2 separate regions of the Mus musculus genome follow, and region 2 is linked to region 1. A link is a contact called in public promoter capture Hi-C data. All regions are on one chromosome and are shown on one strand. The core of a region is the stretch at or near the end of the contact, and the rest is flanking DNA. Distances in the headings are between cores, read along the strand shown.

Region 1 (3,100 bases), core at 289-2,788:
GAGCTTTTATGACGTAGCTGGAGAGAAGATACACAAGGAACACCTAAGCACACAGATTGTGTGTGCCCAGAAAGAGAACCAGACAATAGTGTGTGAGAAAGACCAGGCACTCATGCAGTTAACCAGTGGGGGCAGGGGGGCGGGTATGGGGCATAGGGCATGAACAAATTGATCTTGGAAGATTAGACCACATAGAGAGTAAAAAGAGAGAGAATTCCTTGCTGAAGTGAGCAGCTGGGCAAAGGTGTAAAATTCTGAAGTCATGACCTGAAATGTGTTCCTTCATAGAACACTTTGTCTTAATGATCTCAAATTGTGACTCCCTAAATTTAATTTCTGAGGTTCTAGGATTCAAGGCATGAGGTGCAGCTCCCATAAGCCAGCTAATGGCGTTTCCAGATAGATCCCCGAGCCAATGAAATACCCACTGAGTGGCATCCCAAGGACACAAGGTCAAATCCTGAATGGTATTTTAGGGGAATTCTAAAATAAGTTCCCCTGGGGTCGGGGAAGAAACCCCATGAGCACAATATCGTTCTCTCTCTCTCTGTCCTCGACCCTGAGATCTGCCTGCCTCTGCCTACTAAGTGCTGGGACTAAAAGCATGTGCCACCTCTGCCTCCCGGAGAGAGATAACTATTTAAAGATTTATGTGCTGGACCACCGCATATGTATTATACGTCGTTTGCCACTGTAATTCTTAGAATAGACTGGTCTGTTAGCTCCATTTTACTATTGGGTAAACGGAGGCACAAGGAGGGCACTTAACTTGCTATTCGTGGAATCAGATTCAGACAGTCTGGATTCGGAGTCAGGGCTCTAGTGAACAGAAGCTAAGGAACGGTAAAAAACAAAACAAAACAAAACAATAGGTGCTCACACGCCACCCCTCATAAAGTCTGGGCTTTTATAGGAATTGATGCGAACGCTGGCCTCACAACAGCATCCTTCTGTAAGACTTGAAAGGCCTTCTTCAGCAAAGCTCCGATTAAAAGCTGAAACAAACAAAAAGAGTTTTAGAACAACGTCCTTGCTTGTTTTTTTTTTTTCCTTCCAGTTACAAAATAGAGTTTAAAACAAAGGCGACCTCCAAACCCAAGTCTACAGAAGTGGTGTTCTGAGTACCGAGTGGACATTAGCTTGGGATGAAGAAACCCAGAGCCAAGGGAGAGGACTTGGAGCGTGGACACGTGAGGAAGGGGTTAAGTTTCAGAAAGTTGTCCCGGGAGCCCAAAGCCACGGCGCCCGCGGACCGGCCCTCGGGGCTGGCTGTAACAAGATGCTCGGCCCTCACCCGCCACCGCTGCCGGAGATGGAGCCGAGCCAATCGGCGCCGAGGGGACCGCGGTGCCGCAGGACCGAAAAAGGGGGCGCGGAGCCGGGGCGGGGCCGGGGCGGGGCGCAGGCGGCCCCGGCGCCTGACAGGAGCTGATCGCCGCGAGCCGGCGGAGGCGGCGGCGGGCGGGCGGGCGAGCAGGCGGGGTGTCGGGGCCGGGAGTGACGTAGCGTGGCCGGGGCGTTATCAGCTGCGGGGCGGCAGACGGGAGCAGCGCGGGATGCGAGTGCGGGCGGCATGAGCTCGCGGCCGGGGCCCTAGCGTGTGCTGCTGCTCCCGGGCTGGCGGGGCCTCGGGGGGTCATGAAGCCGGACGCAGCGCGCGAGCCGGAGCCGCTGAGCCCCGGCCGGGGCGCGGAGGCCGAGGGGCGCTGGCGCGAGAGGGGCGAGGCGGACACGGAGCGGCAGCGTACCCGCGAGCGCCAGGAGGCCACGCTGGCGGGGCTGGCGGAGCTGGGGTACCTGCGGCAACGCCAAGAGCTGCTGGTGCGCGGTGCGCTGCGCTGCTCCGGGACCGTGGGGACCGTCGCGCCGCGCTCCGGGGAGCTGCGGGGAGACGCGGCGCAGCGCAGCCGCCTGGAGGAGAAGTTCCTGGAAGAGAACATCTTGCTGCTGCGAAGGCAGTTGGTAGGTGGTGGCCGGTGGCCTGTCTGGAGGGTGGGCTGATGGCCTCTGGCTGTGGGATCCCTGGCCGCGACGTGACCCCCACCTCGATTTTCCCTGAGCCCGTGGTGTCTCGGATGCCCGCTGCCCATGACTTCCACGCGTTGCTGGCGGATGCCTGCTTTGTGTCACCTGAGGAGCTGGCGGATTGCGGGGAGGGGTGGCTGCTCATCTATCCTGCATTTGGAATTCTTGGAGTCCCTTGGTTCCAGCCTTAAAGTTAGGCTACTGCATGCCCCCTTCCTCCGAGGTTTGCAACCCCCACTTAAAATGCCATTTCACCTTATGGTCTCCCTGGTTATCCCTCCCCGGGAAGGAGGGGGGGGGGTGCGCACAAAAGCGAGGAAGAGGCTTGTTGCTTGCCTAACTGTCCAACATTGAGTTTTACGGTTACGGCGAAGCTCCTGCTGGGAGCCGTGCCCTACCCGGTGCTTTCTCTCCTGCAAGTCTCTTTTGCCTGGGCTGGTGCTTAGTTTTAAATAGAAGTCCTTTGTATAAGGCAGCTAAAACTAGATGCAAATACTGGCAATTTGGCCGGAGACCCTGCCCCCTCCTCTTTTATCCGGTCCGCCAGCTGTGCTTGGTGGTGGAGGTGGGAGAAGAGAGAACCTGCTCGCTGGGAGTATTTATCTTATTGGATTTCTGTCACTGTCTCAGTCGTTCTGTGCAGTCTTCATTAGCAAGGAAGAAAAAGAACTTTGGACCTTCATGTGTTGAGAACAGCTTTTGATGCTGCCTCAAAATAATGGCGGCAGCTTTGTTTCAGTGACCTCAAAATGTAGTTTTGGAAACAGCAAAAAGATTATTATCCCAGCGTGTTGTATTAGACTACTTAAGCTATATAATGGCCCCCTGAAAGTGATGTTGTGGGTTGTCACGTGTTTTCTTGTATTACGGTTTTCTAGATTTTTTGTGTAGTTACAGAGCATCAAAGTGCTTTTATTTAATTCATTTTTTTCTGATGAAATTCAATTTTTGGCACACAAGCATATGGCTTACGTCTCTAAGCTTTCAGAAGTCATAGGTCGTGAGCAAGGACCACGTATCTATTTTGTAAGGATGTGTGCTGTGGTTTGTGCAATAGCTCTGTTTTGGCATTTTT
Region 2 (3,100 bases), core at 171-2,670, 310 kb after region 1:
TGGGGACAGGCAACACCTGCAGCATTGGACTGCCTGAGAAGAGACCAGAATCCCAGCCAAAGGGACACCACTGAGGTCATGATAGAACCTATAAAATTTTTGCAATGAATCTCAACCTGTGGGCCACGACCCTGTTGAGGGGGAGCAGTCAATTGACCCCTTTAACAGGGGTTGCATGTCAGATATCCTGCATAACAGATATTTACATTATGATTCATAACAGTAGCAAAATTACAATATGAAGTAGCAACAAAATAATTTTATGGTTGGGGGTCACCACAGCGTGAGGAACTGTATTACACGGTCACAGCATTAGGAAGGCTGAGGACCACTGGGTTATTTCTTTGCTTCCAATAATAAAAGCTACACAAAACTAAAATACGGCCTTCGAAAGAGCACAGAACCCAAATCCCGGCCATGTCAAAACAGCCTGGGTGTTTGAAGATGATGTATTGCCTGGAAATTACCCTTTCAGTGTATAACCAAGCCCACAATTATTTGAGCTTCCTCAAACTCACAAACAAATTAATTTTCTTACATAAGTACCCCGCCTACATCACAGAATTCCCTCTACAGCCATCAGGAGGAGAAACTGGAGCTGCTTCAGGGACACCCAGCCTTTTTACTTACAAAAGCAGAACACTCCCCAGCCTGGGGAAGAAGAGGAGCATGGCTAAGGGACTCAGCTTGGGTGTGCAGTTTTAAAGTTTTATTTCCACCCAGAAAGATATGTGATGTGCGCCCAGCCTCGGGGAGCAATGCAGCTGGGTTCCAAGGCAAGAATGCGGGAATTTATATCTTATGAATGGGGTAGAACTCAAACCAAAGCACCTCGTGTGTCTACAGTGCAAAAGCAAGCAGCTAGGTAAAGAGAAAAACCAGGGCCACGTGGGGACCAAAACCTAAAGCCTAGTGTTTGGAGCCAAATGGGTTAGGAAGCTAGCTACTGGTGCTCATATTAAAGTCATCTGCAGTCAGCATTGGGCTAGGGCATAGCGATGAGTACTGTGTCATTCACAACCCTGTCAGGAGCCAGAAACTACAAACACTTCCATAATAATAATAGCAGCAAGCCCTTAATACTAGGATCTATTATATAATAAGGGATCAAGAGGCAAACCAGATCGTATGTCATCACTAAGGCGGATGAAAGCAGCTCCTGTCCCTAGATCTGGAGGGATAGAAAAGGAGTGTGTGGAAGATGGTTCAACATGGACTGAAGAGATCAGACTGGGGCGCAGGGCTGTTCCAGCTCAGGTGACATAGGAAGTCCTGAAGCCTCCATGCCTTAAGCAGAGATTATCTCCAGGGTACGATCCATTTCCTTGCGTTTTATTTTTAGCTTCCAGAAACCATCTGCCTTCCTTGGCTTGTTGCCTCTTCCTCACACAGCCCCTGCTCTTATCCTAGTTTCCATCTCTCACGCTGGCTCCTGGACCCCACGCTCACTTAGAAAGACGCTGGGTGCATCCAAACGGCCCAAACCAAAGCCTGAGCCTTAATCCCACTGACTTTTTGAGAAAGGTAACGATTTACAAATGCTGGGGTTGGTATGTGGGTCTTTTCCAACCTAGCACTCCATTAATGTCAAAACAGTCCACCTAGCCATGACGGCTCTTACTCGGCAGCAGGGTCCTCAACAAGTAGAGGTAGTGCCTGTAAGAATTTAAATGGTTTGTCTCCTTATACTTTCAGATGAAAGACTAACGTGTTAACTTGATAGCATTGTGTTGCTGCAGAAACAGTGGCATTTCCACATGTTGCTTCCTCATCCAGGGGTGGTTGTTAGACAGCTCTGAATCAGCACGTGGTTCATCAATTATTCCCTGGCAACGGCAGCCAGAATCAGGACAGGACGGTTTTGCTCTACAGCTCTTCATTCATCAATGTGAGACATTATTCTTCACGAAGTCTTTAACGCGTCCTCTGAAGTGTCCCAAGAGACCCACTCTATCTATTTTTCACCAGTGCCCCTGGGCCTCTGGGTCATTACATCACTCCACTCTGTGGGCCCTCAGAACTCTTGCAGAGTTTGTCTGGTTTGTGAATATTCATTGCAATTTAATTCCCATTAAACCTTCCTCCTGGTACTAATGGGACACTCAGAGGAGCCTTCCTAGATTAGGCAATATGTAAGAGAACACCTGTCTTATTCAGAGTCCTGCACTGCGGTGTCTGGGGAAGTCATTTGGTCCTCCCAGAGGACTTTGTCTGGCCTTTTTAAATTCATTCTCTCTTTTAAGGGCCACCTAAAGTCTTTCTCTGGGAAGTCTTTATCTCAAATCTTCATTCTCTTGACATGGCACTTGGAAGTGTCCAGAAACAGCACTCCTCAATCTAACTCAAGTGTTATGGGGCCCCAGGGCAGTGACCCGGGGAGTGTGCAGACATCAAGGCCAGGACGGGAAGTCCAAAGGACACTCATTCATCAAGGGGCTTGAGCAGACCTAAAGCAGTACAGAGGCCTGCCAAGAATTCCTGGTTTAAAGATCTAGGTAACTGGAAATGAGGAAAACAAAACAAAACAAAACAAAACAAACAAGCAACAACAACAGAGGGACAGGACCATTGAAAACGACGCACCAGTGCCTATAGAATCCTGTTACACATAGGACTCAATATTTGTAAAGTGGCTCAGAGATGTACCCTCAACACTGACCACAGGAGAAAAAGCAACCAATGAAAAGAGCAGAGGGTGAATCAATCTCTGCTACTATTGTGGCCTCAACAGAAGAGGAAAGGATGGGCCGGTGAGCTGGGTCAGGTGATAAGGGCTTGCTAGCCGTCCAAGACCCCTGACCTAAGTTCAGTCCTCAGACCCATTTGAAGGTGGAAGGAAAGCCGGCTACGCAAAGTTGTCCCCGGAGATCCACACACGCATGCGTGACACACTCCCTATCTCTCTCTCTCTCTCTCTCTCTCTCTCTCTCACACACATACACACACACACACACATGACAATGATAATAACAACAAACATCTTTAAAAGATTTTTCAAAAGTGTAAAGGAGATTTGTGTGCATCTGCCAAGGTATACTAGAGAGTGAAAATCAACCCACCCACCAAACCACAGGAAGGCACATAATGGATACTTTTCTCC

What was found. Promoter capture Hi-C pulls out the DNA fragments that hold promoters and counts their contacts.
Region 2: a contact with region 1 is called in a promoter capture Hi-C map of hippocampal neurons, with 7 times the contacts expected there. The contact joins the enhancer-like site here to the promoter of Dact1 in region 1. A contact is called at or near these places in 11 of 39 promoter capture datasets (the 3T3-L1 cell line, the HPC-7 cell line, cranial neural crest and 6 more), 6 of 484 Hi-C or Micro-C datasets (cerebral cortex, embryonic fibroblasts, nephron progenitors and 1 more), 13 of 115 datasets of contacts at active chromatin or transcription factors (VIP interneurons, craniofacial prominence, embryonic basal ganglia and 10 more) and 3 of 9 other capture datasets (adipose tissue, embryonic stem cells and pancreatic islet).

Annotation. Positions count from the first base shown.
Region 1 is chr12:71,308,346-71,311,445 of GRCm38.p6, forward strand. Dact1 (dishevelled-binding antagonist of beta-catenin 1) reads left to right here and starts at 1,539. Exons shown (of 4, transcript NM_021532.4): 1 at 1,539-1,962. The coding sequence starts at 1,639. It also overlaps a transcript of 2700049A03Rik not described here.
Region 2 is chr12:71,622,926-71,626,025 of GRCm38.p6, forward strand. All of the region lies in intron 2 of 9630002D21Rik (a long non-coding RNA gene), which reads left to right. Among named protein-coding and RNA genes, the nearest start is that of Gm46356, 5.2 kb to the right of the region's middle. Within about 2 kb of position 1,421, at least 16 of the 459 cell types and tissues checked have an H3K27ac peak or open chromatin away from gene starts, as enhancers often do. A contact at or near this core is called in hippocampal neurons, where this site is marked.